Regions from separate parts of the Mus musculus genome. Here region 2 is linked to region 1. A link is a contact called in public ChIA-PET data. All regions are on one chromosome and are shown on one strand. Each heading gives the region's core, a stretch centred on a gene start, on an enhancer-like site or on the middle of the called end of the contact. The rest is flanking DNA. Distances are from core to core; before and after follow the strand shown. Region 1 holds the start of Slamf6 (SLAM family member 6). Region 2 holds the start of Pex19 (peroxisomal biogenesis factor 19).

Region 1 (6,921 bases), core at 3,864-6,363:
AAATGAAAAAAATTATATAAATCAATAAAATTTAAAAGGGGGAAAAGATGCTGGGGCAAATGGATATGCAGATACAAAAGAATGAAACTAAGTTCCTACTTCTCACACCAGCTTAAACTATACCTGGGTGTGGTGGCTCGTGCCTTTGTTCCCAGCGCTCGGAGGAGGCAGAATCAGAATAATCTCTATAGGTTCCAGGTCAGCCTGGTCTATATAGCAAGTTCCAGGCCAGCCAAGACTACAAGTGAGTCTCAGTTTCAACAAAACAAGATAAAACAAAACAACCTCAAACTATGTCAAGTATATGTAAGAGTTAAATCTATAAAACTTGGAGAAGAAAACATAAATGATGGGCTGGGGATATAGCTCAGTGGCAGTGCACTTGCTTAGCATGCACAATGCTCTAGGCAAACAAACAACCATAGTGGTTGATACTAATGACCTTGAATTTGAGAACAAATCCTTAGATATGCTACAAAAACAAAAGTAATGAAAGAAAAAACATAGGTATATTCTATTACATCAAAGTATAAAACAATATATATCAAAGGATGTTAGGTTATGGTATCTTAGCAGCAGAACCTTAACATTTTGTTAGATGAGACACAACAGGTCAGCTACAGGTATGCTTTCATTCAGTTGATCCATGGGCACAGAAAGCAGATTGGGGTTGGCTAGGAGGTGGGGACAGGAAGAAGGTGGGAGTCCAATACAGCTTTCTCCCCTTCTTTCTGTTGGGCTTGATCCCCAGGCCTTGAATTCAGCACGAGCTCTACCACTGAGTTACACCCCCAGGCTGAGTTTCTTTTTGAGTGATGGGTATTTTAGCGCAATAGATGTGATGGCTGCAGAACACATGCTATGTGAATTTTGTCTTAAAAACAAACAAAGAAACAAAGGTCTTAGTGTTCATAAAGGAAGCTGCTGATATAGATCTGGAGTCCAGGACCCAAACTGAGAGGCTTGGAAGGCTAGAGGTCACAGTGGGGACAGAACAGAGTCTGTGGATGGAAAGACCTGTCTTTGAGCTTAACAACAAGATGTGAAACAGCACTCAGTCTTTTATGAGGTAAAATGACTTGATTGAACATGCAGTTGACAGTTGTTTGTTACAAAGAAGCTAACAGTTCTCAGGGGAAAGGGAAGTCAGTAGACCACAATCTGTTAGCCATAGAACAGCTCACACTTTTGACTCAAAAGATTTCAGGACCATGGCTGAAGAGGTCCTTCAGTGACAGAATGATAGAGTGCTTGAGGATCTAGTTTGGATCCTCAGCTGCAAAATAAACTAAAGAAGGAAGAGGAGAGCGCGGGAGGGAGGGAGATTTTAGAGCCAGCCCACAGACTTTTCCTTTATCTATACATACAGCCCCGGTTCTCCCCTGGGCCTCGGAGCACCTGTATCTGTTTCCTTCAAACTCACCCAGAGAATTAGTTCCTGTTTTTCTCTGGCACCAGTTTCAATGTGACTACATCTCAGAACCTTGCTACTCAGGTGTGGTCCACAGACGGGTAAGAGCAACATCATTCCGGGCTTCGTTAGAAATGCCGAGTCAGGGCTTCCTCTCTCAGCGTTGTAGTCTAATAAAATCCTCAAGCAATATGTACACACTAATGTTTGACAAATTCCTATGAAGAAAGAAGACATGGAGGAGCGGCTGAGACTCACCAGGGTGCTTGATTTCATGTATAGTCATTGTTTCGCTAGGTGGGATTTTCCCATTTTGGTTTGCTATGTAGCCCAGTTTGCCTCAGCATCCTAGACTGGAATTAAAAACATGCACCATCACACCTGGATGTCAAGCTAGTTTCAGAAAAATGTTTTCTTGATTACGATGTATTAATTATATGTAGTAATGGGCTTCATATATTTTTAGACACACATATATTTTGATTTTATTTACCCTCTTTATTTTCTCTTAACCCCTTCCCACACCTTTTGATTTCCTTCTTCTGAGTTAATTCAGTCTTACTCTTCCTTCCTTCCTTCCTTCCTTCCTTCCTTCCTTCCTTCCTTCCTTCCTTCCTTCCTTCCTTCCTTTCTCTCTCTCTCTCTCTCTCTCTCTCTCTCTCTCTCTCTCTCTCTCTCTCTCTCTTTCTTTCTTTTTCTGATAAGCCAATGAGTTTCTTCGGGTTACTTAGAGGAGCATAGATAAAGGGCTATGTACAGAGGCAAGGACACCTTACACGTGGCCACACTACCTAGGAAAATGTCTCATCCTCCCCAACCAGCCATTAATCACTTCAAAGTCCTGAGGGAGGGGTGGGCCTGACTGGTCTTGACACGAAGGATTGGTCATCCTACATGGCAGGATGGTGTTAGGCCTAGTCTTGTGCAAGGCAATAGAAGCGTACTTGCTGTGCATTGAAGAGTGCAACTGCCACATCACATGGTGGATGGGTTAGTTTTGCCTCCAAGGGAATGAGTTAAAGGGAATGAAGCGGGCTGGGGTAATGCATAGTTGGCAAAGTGCTTGCCACACAAGCAGGACCACCTGAGTTCAGATCCCAGTAGCCAAGTAAAAAGCTAAGTGAACTGATCTATTGCTCTAATCTCAGCACTGGGGAGGAGGTTCCCTGGGGCTGACTGGCCAGTCAACCCACCAAATGAACAAGCTTCAAGTTCACTGAGAGTCCGGTCTTAAAAACTAAAGGCAGAGAAAAAGTCATGAAAGACACACGGAACAAGTAAACCCCGGACATGCACACAAACGTTTTTCAATATGGCTTATTTTTGAGCTGAGACTCTCATATGGAATCAGGATGTGTCTCACCTACCTGAAAACTTGTAGTGAGTGAGACATCTCCTTCTTCTCAGAGAGCATCTCTTTGTCCTACAAACTTGCCCCAGTGGTCTTGTCTTTCCCCAATCCCTCCGAATTCTTCCCTCCCCCTTTTCCATCTCCCTCCCATGCTTCTTTATTAGAATCCTTCCCTATTTAACGTCTCAGATCATTTCACCTATTCCAGAAAGTTCTTCCTCAACACCCAGTCCAGAGAGGTTCTCCTATTTTTGGTGTCCCTGCTTACTTCTGCCCTGGAACCAGACTCTCCACTTTCCACCCTGGTAAGCACGGTTCCACTCCACTGAGGGGTTTTTGGCCACCTGCATCTCTCTCTGGCAGATGCAGTCAACTGTGTTCTTTTCTTCCAAGCCCTCCCCCCACAGCTGTGTGGCAGTAAACTGTTACTTAGGCTCTGTTTTCCTCTTCTGATCCACATCCGCACACGGGGACCGAGCCCGATATGTCACAGTCTTGTTAAAAGAAGAATCCTCAGAGATGTGGAGGAGGGACACCCAGAAATTATCCAGCTTTATAGAGGTAACAGAGTGAGGTTAAAAGCTCAAGTCACTGGCTGGAATCAGGCTAAGAAAAGGCAACGTGGATGGATGGGAGTAAAAGAATTCTCATCTTTTTCTGCATCTTTTATGCATTTTCCAAAATTCTGTCCACATTCCTAATCCTCCTAGTTTGACGTAGTCTCTATTCCCAGCTTTAGCCTTGTGCCTCAGTTTCCACCTGCTTCCAGGAAATTTCCTCTTGGCCATTGCATTGATAACATAAAACAAATAGATCAGAAAAGGAGCCGACCTTCCTCCTGTGTCAGCTCCTCCATCCTAATTCTATCCCTATCTTTGACTGTCCAGCCTACGACGCAACGTTAATGTTCTCCCTCCTCTCTCTTTGCTTTATTTTTTCAAGATTATTTGTCCTAAGCCAGTGCACATTTTACCTGTTTATAGTTTATCTTCCCTGCCAAGACGTTAATTCCGCAGAACAGAAATTGTGTTGACTTAGTTCCTGAAACGCCCACAGTGCCGTGCATTCAGTGGTCATTTAGTGAATGGTTTATCAAATGACTTAATGAACCTTGCTTTCTTTTTCTTTCTGTTGTCAATTTGTCTAGATAGCTCTATATCTGCAGTATGTCTTGGTTTGTGTGTGTGCATGCACACAGGTGTTTGTTACTGAAAGTTTTAGTCAAGTGATTTGTTTTTATTTTTATTGGTTTTTTTCAGCTACCTGATGACTAATAGAATTTTCAAAAGTTATTTAAATTGCCATAGTCTAAGTTACTTGTAGCTATTAATAGAATAAATTCACAAACACGTTATGGACATCTAAATGTAATGCATGTTTAATAATTAGCTCATTTTCTGGAATAAAATAAATGCTAGGCTACCTATTGGTTCTTTTTTTTTTTCTTCAATGAATTCTCTCGGGGCTAGGTCTGTGTTAGTAGCCATTGCTTGATCTCCTGTTTTAGAACACTACGCTTCAGTCCAGATAGGCACCCTCTGAGTTCTTAAAGACAGTGAGAGCTTTCCAGATAGCAGGGAGAAGAAGCAGGCTCAGTCAATCCCTTCCTAATTGCAGTGTGAAAGCGTTGGTGGGTTTTCAGTATCTGAGCGAAGAGTGAAGCTCGGGAAAGATAATGAAGCCCCCTGAAGTCGCACAGTATCACAGTAGTTAAATTGTAGATCTTTTTCCCGCTTAAACTTATTTTTGTACCACAATACGCTGGTCACGAACAGTCCTGACTTACAAAGACTCATTTTCCATATCTCAGAAAACACTTCCCTTCCCCTTGGCCCCCAGCCGAAGTGTTTGCTCTGAATCAGTCCCGTGGCAGTCTGCGGGAAGCAGTTCGCTAGGACCACGGTGAGCTTTCTAAGTCTCTGAATAGAGAACTGGGCAGTCAACCTGACCAAGAGGAGCAAGGCATTCCAAAGAAGGAACTCACTCAGTGACTCAATCAGTTTCCACAGACGTTTTTTACCTGAGCCGAGGCAGAAGACAAGTGGAAAGAGCCAGACCATCCTCTGACAGGCGGAGTCGGGTGCTGGAGCCCTTGAGACAGCCATTCTTTCATAAGCTTGTCGCTGAGACTTTCTGTTCCCCTATTGATGAGAGCTCTTCCTCTATGTTAGCAAACCTTTGGTTGTCGTGATTAACTTCACACTTGGCTTACAAGAATATCTTTTGTAAGCTAAGACTCTTAGCAGTAGGGAACGTGGAACTTGAACGGGCCATCTTCTGTAACCAGGCAAGACTTCTGGTGGAGGGACTGGGACACCAACCCAGCCACAAAAACCTTCTACTTATGATTTGTCTTGCCAGCAAGATGTGCTGGGGTAAAGGTGACACAGAAATTGTGGGAGTGGCCAATCAGTGACTGGTCCATCTTAAGACCTATGCCAGGACGGGGAGCCCACTCCTGATACTGTGTGGAGAGCCATGAAGCAGAGGCTGGATAGCCCAGAGACACAACAAACAAACAAACAAACAAACAAACAAACAAACCAACCATAGCAAAACAAATCTGCTATACTTGAGGCAGGAGCCTAGCCCAGTTGTCATCAGAGAGGCTTCACCCAGCAACTGATGGAAACAGATGCAGAGATCCAGAGTCAAACATCCTGTGGAGCTTGGGGAATCTTGCAGAAGAGGTGGAGGAAGGATTGTTGGAGACAAAGGGGTCAAGGACACCTCAAGAAAACCTACAGAATCAATTAGCCTGGGTTCATGGGGCGCTCACAGAGACTGAAGTGGCAACTAGGGACCCTGCATGGTTCTAACCTAGGTGCTATATATATATATATATATATATATATATATTATATATATAATGATTATGTAGCTTGGTCTTCTAGTAGGACTTCCAACAGTGGGATAGGGGGCTGTCTCTGACTCTTGCCTGATTTTGGGACTCTTCCTCCTATTGGGTTGCCTAGTCCTTATGAGGGGAGGTACCTAGTTTTATTGCAACTGGATATGCCTTGTTTGGTTGATATCCCTGAGAGACTTGCTCTTTTCTGGAGCGAAAAGGAAGAGAACTGGATGGAGGGGGCTGAGGGAGGTGTTGGGGGAAGTAAGGGGGGAGGGGAAAGACTGGGAGGGAGGAGAGAGGGAAACTGCTGTCAGGGATGTAATATATATGAGAGAAGAATACCTTGAAAAAGAAAGGAAATACCTTGAATGATTTTAACTTAGAAATTTTTAGAGAGACTTAAATCGTGTCCTCTCTACGCACTTGAGAAAATGTTCACCTTGTCTGTGCCATCTTCTGTAATGCTTGTCAGATCTTACTCGTTTATAATGTGGCTCAGTTGTTATTTTTTTTTGCCCCAATCCCTGTGGTTCTGACCTCGGAAGATTCGGATGCTGGAGGCTTGGTCTCCAGTATGTTGATGCAGATGTGGTGGCAACTTTGAGAAGGTCCAAGTAGAAAAGTATTAGGTCATTGATGGTGCTCTGAGAGTGGGCTGTCAGGTATGCAAATGCCTTTGAACCACCCCCACGCCTACAGATAACCCCTCATCCGTGCACCTGTCAGTAACCTCAAAGAACTAATCCGGACTTGTGAGGGCTGTTTCTTTGTTTTGTTCTCAGTCCTATATGAGGTGATTAGAGATACTTGCTCAAATCTCCCCAGGGGGGGGGGGGGAGTCACAATTGGTGCCTGAACCGGGAGAAACAAAACAAAGTTGTGTCTGAGAGGAGGGGTCACATGACCCTCTGCTATGTGTGAGACACAGGCTACAGTGCATGATCCAACCGAAGGTGGAACATCCATTCGGCAATCCGTATATGATTACTCTTCTCTGGTTATATGGGAACTTGTGCCTCCTTGCTGTAGTGCCAGTTGTGTGTCTGATATGAGTAAGACATGCAACTGAAGCCGATGGACATCTTGGAGGGGAAACCCAGGGTGGCTGTCTTCCTCTATGGTATATGGTTGCATATCCCCTTTATGAATGTGGCCTGTGATTCAAGTACAGGAAAGCCCCCAAGGAGGCTGATGGACTAGAGAATATGTTGTAATTTCTGAAAGTGGCAATATGGCATGTGATTATAAGCAGGTCACGGAAATGGTCTCTGCCGGATGCCATAAGAGATGTAACCGAGGCTGAGATTT
Region 2 (6,927 bases), core at 1,215-3,714, 210 kb before region 1:
GGGAAGCCAGCTCACTGTCAAACAGTTCCTGGAAAAATTTCTCTTGGGAGGCGAAGAGAGCATCCTGCAAGGGTGGGGTGGGGTGGGGAGGGAGACAACATTTGCCTCCTATAGCATCACCCTGGGGCTAGCCGCTTAAACGAGCTCATATTGGGAAATGAAACATCTCCCCTCCCACGAGCACCTCCACTGAACATTCCATCTACCTCTTCTCCGGAGGGCAGCAAAGACTGGCCACTGAAGGTCTAATATGAGGTAGCATACAAAGCCAACCACTTAAAACCGCTCTTTCCTCTTTCCTCGTTAGCCCTCCGTAAAACCACAGGTCCTCGTTTCATAGGAACTGAGGCCTGGAAGAACACTCAGCAGTGTGAGGCAAAGGCACCCTCTCAGCCACCCCTCTGGCCCAGAGGGCCCCCCATCCCTGCTCTGAGCTGCATGGCCATCCTCCCTCTCCCTTAAGTGGGGGAATTGATACTTTGGCAGTATCTCCTGGCGCTCTCTTCTGGGGTCCTGAAGCGTCGGGAGCCGAGATGGTCGGAGCATGTTCTGGGGAGGGTTTGGCTTTGTCGAAATCATCAAGAGCACCTTCGGAGACAAGAGAAATCATCAAGAGCACCTTCGGAGACAAGAGACGGACGTGGTGGCGATGTTGAGGGTGGAAAGGGCTAGACAGCCGTGTGATTTGAAACAAACTCTTAGGAAAATAATGATACAAAGTGCTGGCTTTCCTGGACTTCTCTCTCTTTTTCTGGTGTCTCTTCTGCCTGGACTACTGGCCAATAGGCTTCCCACCTTCCTTGAGAACCATCTAGTTTGTTGTGACCAGTTGGGAAGGAAACCCTTTTACACAGAACCAGTGTTCATCTCAGAATTAGGAGGAGAGAATTAAATAAAAGCTGTGCAAAGAAATCTCTATATGCACACTATAAAATTCCCTTAAAAAAAAAAAAAAACCCTGCTGGGTCGTGGTGGCGCACGCCTTTAATCCCAGCACTCAGGAGGCAGAGGCAGGCAGATTTCTGAGTTCGAGGCCAGCCTGGTCTACAGAGTGAGTTCCAGGACAGCCAAGGCTACACAGAGAAACCCTGCCTTGAAAAACCAAACCAACCAACCAAACAAACAAAAACCTACACATTTCATCTAACATGAAGAAGAGGGGAGAGAGAGCCTTATTTCTTGGAATTCACTCTGAGGCCTTAGCTAATATCGTCTGTTGAGGAAGCACAGAATATACCACCCGGCTTTCCACCGTTCTGACTACTAGGATACATTCGACAAGAAGGTATTAACTCTTAAATAATGCTCCAATTTAGATCGCCCTTAACAGGCACCTATAGCCTCCTTGGCCTCATATGCAGTAAGCCTGGGCCAGGCCAGTCACTGGGCACTCCTCACTTCATCTGTTCATTTTCTACCTGCTTATATCGCTGTGACTGAGCAAGAGATAAAAGGTTCACCTCTGCCCTGAAAAGCCTGTGTTGTCACCATCACTCTGCCTGCCAGGACTAGGGAAAGGGCACTGGCCTCACTGGCGCAGGAAACGGGAGTGGAGTGCAAGGCCAAGAAAGAGATGAAGGTCCACCATCTTTTCAGGAAGAGGAGACCTTTTCCCCTGGGGCTGGCTCACTTTGTTTTCTCCAAAGGATAAATAAGGGATGTCAGGCATTGTGGTGCCATGCGAGAATGCGGAGGAAGGGACTGGAAAAATCACAAGTTCAGGGCCACTCTACAGTACTCAATGAGTGTGAGGTCAGCCTAAAACTACACGAGACAGTCTCTCAACATCACACTAATTTTAAAAGGAGACTTCTTTGACTACTCGCACGAAAGAACTAAGGGTCTGGTAAAAGAATGAGGAAAGACTGTGCGGTAAAAAGGCGTTTCGGGTTAAGAAAGATACTATCATGGACATATGGACCTTTGGAGCTTAAAGATTATTTTGTTCTGTGAATCCTGCTACTGAAAGGAGAGGCGATTTTAATAATTTACAGAAGGCGATCCTGGTGGGTCCAGCCTGTGATCTCTGTACTCCCAGTGGCGGAGGCTGAAAGACTGCCGCGAGTTCCAGATCAGCCTGGGATACCGAGTGAGAGAGCCTTGCCTCAACAACAATCCGACAATCGAAAGCAAGAGAAGTTTGTAAGGGGCTCGTGAAACAGCTCTTTACGGTTAGTGTTCCCCTTCGCAGGGAGATGTGCGGTTTGGACACAGCCAGCTAATAAAGAGGGCCGGGGTCGAACTCAGACCACCTCCCCCGCTGACCACTGAAGAGATTCTCCCGCCCCGCTCAGAAACCTCAAGTTCCTCTAACCCCCACGATGGATCCTCTCCCCGATACTTCTGGTCTTTCCCATCGTGCACTCTTACTTTCCAGAAGCTCCTCCAGTTCCCGGTCGTCTTCGACCCCAACACCGCAACCTTCCTCAGCAGCCGCCATCTTACTGCCTCCGACTTGCCGTAGGAGGTGGAACCACTGGCGCCACCACATGCCCCGCCCCAACCCCGCCCCCATGACTTGAGCAGCCAATAATATCGTTCTACCGTGCAGGACCGCCATTTTTAAAGGGACAGGAGACTGGGTTTGTTTTTGTTTTTGTTTTTTTTCTTGGGTTGGGCCTCAAACCTAGGTTCTTGCACGTATTAAGCAAGCACTCGGCTACTGGAGCTACAGAGCCACAGCGGTTTGCCTTGAACTAGATAGATTGCTCAAGCTGGTCCAGAAATCGGGGTCTCCCTTCCCCGTCTCCACTTCCAAACTACTTGACCCATGAGGCCCAGCTGTATTGTGGGGGCGGGTCAGAAGGGGTGGGAGGGTTTATTGCGTTTTGCTTGCCCCATCTTTAACCTGGAATCTTTAATCTGGGTTTTGTTTTCAGGCAGGGTTTTCTAATCCTACTGTCTCCACCTCCCAAGGACAGAGATTACAGCACAGGGCTCAGCTAAAATACGAAGCTATTAAACGAGCAATTTTTCGCTTGAGACAGGATTGCCAAATTGAAGCAACCTTGGTTTCATCCTCAAAGCACACGTGGTAGGAGAGATGTCTATCATGTGCTGGCTCTGACCTCCGAATATGCTCCTTGACATATACACAAAACAGATAAACAAAGATCATCCAATTTATTTTTAGCGTATAATGAGCATCTACTGTTGTATACAATCGTGCTGAGCACAGTGAAATCTACAAGTGGATCAGGGATGGTCCTACCTGTAGAGGTTGACTGGAGATAGAATTGGAAACACAGATGTTACTTAAGCAGATTAAAAAACAAGCATTCTTTCTTTGAATCATTTCTTTCAGTTTTCTTTGTGTGTTGGGGGGATTGTCTTGTTTTTGTTTTATCGAGAATGTTCTGTATGTAGCCTTGGCTTTCCTGGAACTCTGTAGACCAGGCTGGCCTTGAACGAAAAAAATACTCTTGACTCTGCCTCGAGGGTGGTGGCATTAAATGCGTGTACCACCACACCTGTCTCTCTTTTCTATTCAGCTGGCAAGAAGTGGCAAATCCCTTTGGAGCTAGAGCAATAGGTGGTTGGCAGCCACCAGATGTGGGTGCTGGGAACTAACCTGAGTCCTCTGCAAGAACAGTCTTTGCTCTAAACAGCTAAGCCATCTCTTTAACCACCATGATATCTTTTTTTTTTTTTTTTGAGACAGCATCTTGCTCTTTAGCCAATTGTTCTGCTTTAACCTTCCAAGAATCCGAATTATGGCTGTGAATTGCTGTGCCAGATTCTTGCCTGACCTTGAAGGAAGAATGTATAAAACTTAAGAAAATATTCCCGTAATATACACATTTTTGAGAAAGCAGTCTTAGTTTGAGGATTATATTTAAGAAAGCAACTCTTAAATCTGAAAACACTAAAGTCCTGTGCTCTTTGGAGCAGCTTTTCCTCCTCAGTCAGGCACACTCCCCCCCCCCCACACACACACACAATGTATGTTCCAGTTTACTCATTGCAGCAATGCTGATAATCAGCATAAATAACCCAGATACTATGAGGAAAACCTAAACACACAACACACATATAAAACTTTAAAATGTCTTGAATTAAAAAAAAAAAAAGATTATGTTCCTGCCATGTATAAAAGGAAGGTGGGGAAAAACACAGTGATATACTTATAAATATATACTTTTTGAAGGCCATAAGGAAACTGGTAAGTAGTTACCTGTTTGGGGAAAACTAATAGGAACTGAGTGGCTCAGGAAAAAGATACACAAGGCAGTTAGTTTTTTGGGTTTGTTTTGATTTTTTTTCCTCTGAGACAGGGTTTCTCTGTGTAGCCCTGGTTGTCCTAGAACTCATTCTGTAGACCAGGCTGCCTCATACTCAGACATCAGTTGGCCTCTGCCTCCCTAGCGCTGGGATTAAAGGCGTGTGCCACCACCACTGGGCAGTAATTGTGAGTGTATAGGTGGAATGGTGCCTACACACGATGATGCTTGTGTGGAGGTCATGTGCTGCCCTGGGGAGCAAGTTCTCTCCTCCCACCATGCGGATCTCCATGATCAAACTCAGGTTGTCAGTCATGACCTCCAAGTGCCCTTACTTCCTACGCCATGTCACTGGCCTGACAGTAAAGGTCTAAAGACTGGTGTCTGAACTTCACGGATATATTATCAGTTGAAAAAAGAAAGGGGCTGGTGAGATGGCTCAGTGTTAAGAGCACCGACTGATTGCTCTTCCAAAGGTCCTGAGTTCAAATCCCAGCAACCACATGGTGGCTCATAACGAGATCTGACTCCCTCTTCTTGAGTGTCTGAAGACAGCTACAGTGTACTTACATATTACAAATAAATAAATTAATTTAAAAAAAGAAAGAAAAAGAAAAGAAAAAGGAAAGGATTTAAAATGGATTAAAATGAAAAATTCAAGTAATTTCAGCACTAAGGAGCTGGGAGACTGGAAGATTAAAAATTCAAGGTCAGTTCAAGGCCAGTCGAGGCTGTAGGAGAAGCTGTATAAAGAAACACAAAGAAACCAATACATATTTTGAACATCTTTTTCCTGTGGCTATAGAGAGCTCAATAGTAGAATACTTGCCTATCATGTGCAAAACCCCAGGTTCAATCACCAGTAACTAAATAAAATGTCTGCACTTATCTATTTTTAGGAAAGGGGTCGAATGCCATATGTCGTACTGGGAACTAAGTCCAGAACCCTGCCATACTAGGCCAACACCCTCCCAATGGAGCTGTCTCCAGCTGTGCATTTATGTGCAGTTGTATGTGCATTTGTGGACATAAGTGCAGGCGCTCATGAAAGCCAGAAGAAAACATCAGATCCCATGAAGCTGGCATTACAGGTGGTTGTGAGCCACCTTGCCTGGGTGATGGGAACTGAACCCAGGCCCTCTGGAAGTACAATACTTGCTCTTAACTGCTGAGCCACCTCACTAGCCTGTTTTTTGTTTGTTTTTGTTTTTGTTTTGTTTTTTTTGAGATAAGGTCATTCAGGCTAACCCTGAAACTAGCTGAAGTTATCCTAGGTTTAGAAAGTGGTATTTTTGTATATGAATGTTTTGGTTGTTACTGTATGTAGATCTGTGTACCATGTGCATGCAGTACCTGCGTTCACCAGAAAAGTGAGTTAGATCTCATGGAACGGAAGTTATGGATTGTTATGAGTAACCATGTGGGTGCTGGGGAATTGAACTCTGGAAGAACAGCCAGTGTTCTTAACTGCTGCTGAGCCACCTCGCCAGTCCCTTGTCTTGAGCTTTTCATTTTTGAGTCTCACTGTGTAGCCATTGGACCACTATGTAGACAGGACCAGGTTGGTCTTGAATTCTGTCGTCCAGCTGCTGGGATTAAAGGCATGTGCCACCATGCATGGCTGGTCTCAAACCCTTGACCATATTTCCATCTTGTAAGTGCTAGAACAGATGGAGCTACCAGGCTGGGCCTGTATTATGTATTTTAAATCAAAGGAATAATAAATACATCATTTATGCAATTATTCTTAGAAGCATGACACTCTGACAATTGAGATAGTTCCATCAATTTGACACCATCTAGAATCCCCTGGAGGAAGGACCTCAGACAATGTCTATGAAGAATGGTTTTGTTAACTGATATAGAAAGACCTGGCCACTGTGGGCAGCAGTATTTGCTAGGTCTGGGGTCCTGAATTTAAAGGAGAAAGCTACCTACCTCTGCCTGTCTCCAGAATGCTGTTATTAAAAGGAGGTAGACTTCTCTTTTTTTCTCCAGTCCCATCAGTCCTGGGCCAGCCAGGTCTACATTATCAAGTTCCACAGCAGTCAAGGGAGACTCTGTCTCACAAAGACAGACAACTCTGGCTGAGGACTGGCAGGAAGGCTTGAAGTCAGTGCTGCCCACTCTTGACCATGGGTATCATGTGACTAGCTGCTTCAGGTTCAGCCACCTTCCCTTCCCTGCAATGACGTACTGCCACATGGCATTGAGTCAAATGAACCCTGTCTCCCCTAACGTGCTCTTGTCTGGGTGTTTTATCACCCCAATGGGAGCAGAAGCTAAGACAACTATATGCTTCTAGTAAATATGTAATTTATTATGGCCACATTCTCTTTTATGTGCACATAATATGTAAAACACATAGAACAGTGATGGACACCAATAGGAGCCCAGCAAATTCTGGCTGTAATTTGAAATGAATAGAGTTGCAGTAAACATGGTACAGGGAACTCTTTACACCAGTCCCCAACAATGTAGGTGTTTCATATGTCTCTAAGAAAAACTGTATCATTTTTCCCTAGTCGAGGGTATTAGTTTAAAATGAATATAATGCATCTAATGATTAAAAAGTGATCCTGAGGCAGAGTATCTGCTCTGGTGAGAGAGACAGCTACAGTGTGACAGGGTCATGAAAGTGAGTGTCAAACAGGGAAACGGCAAGCAGGAGGCTCTCAGAAATTTACTTTATTTAGTGAGGGCAACA

Evidence for each region. ChIA-PET counts read pairs in DNA pulled down with a chosen protein or histone mark.
Region 2: an RNA polymerase II ChIA-PET map of memory CD8 T cells shows a contact between it and region 1, with 54 read pairs. The contact joins the promoter of Pex19 here to the promoter of Slamf6 in region 1. A contact is called at or near these places in 1 of 115 datasets of contacts at active chromatin or transcription factors (memory CD8 T cells) and 1 of 9 other capture datasets (liver).

The regions. Positions count from the first base shown.
Region 1 is chr1:171,915,654-171,922,574 of GRCm38.p6, reverse strand. It overlaps Slamf6 (SLAM family member 6), which reads right to left and starts at 5,113. Exons shown (of 9, transcript NM_001347186.1): 1 at 4,783-5,113. The coding sequence starts at 4,867. It overlaps Gm37065 (predicted gene, 37065), which reads left to right and starts at 3,219. Exons shown (of 3, transcript NR_151536.1): 1 at 3,219-3,323.
Region 2 is chr1:172,122,292-172,129,218 of GRCm38.p6, reverse strand. Pex19 (peroxisomal biogenesis factor 19) reads right to left here and starts at 2,464. Exons shown (of 8, transcript NM_023041.3): 1 at 2,371-2,464; 2 at 479-588; 3 at 1-64. The coding sequence starts at 2,440. It overlaps Copa (coatomer protein complex subunit alpha), which reads right to left. Exons shown (of 33, transcript NM_009938.4): 33 at 6,887-6,927.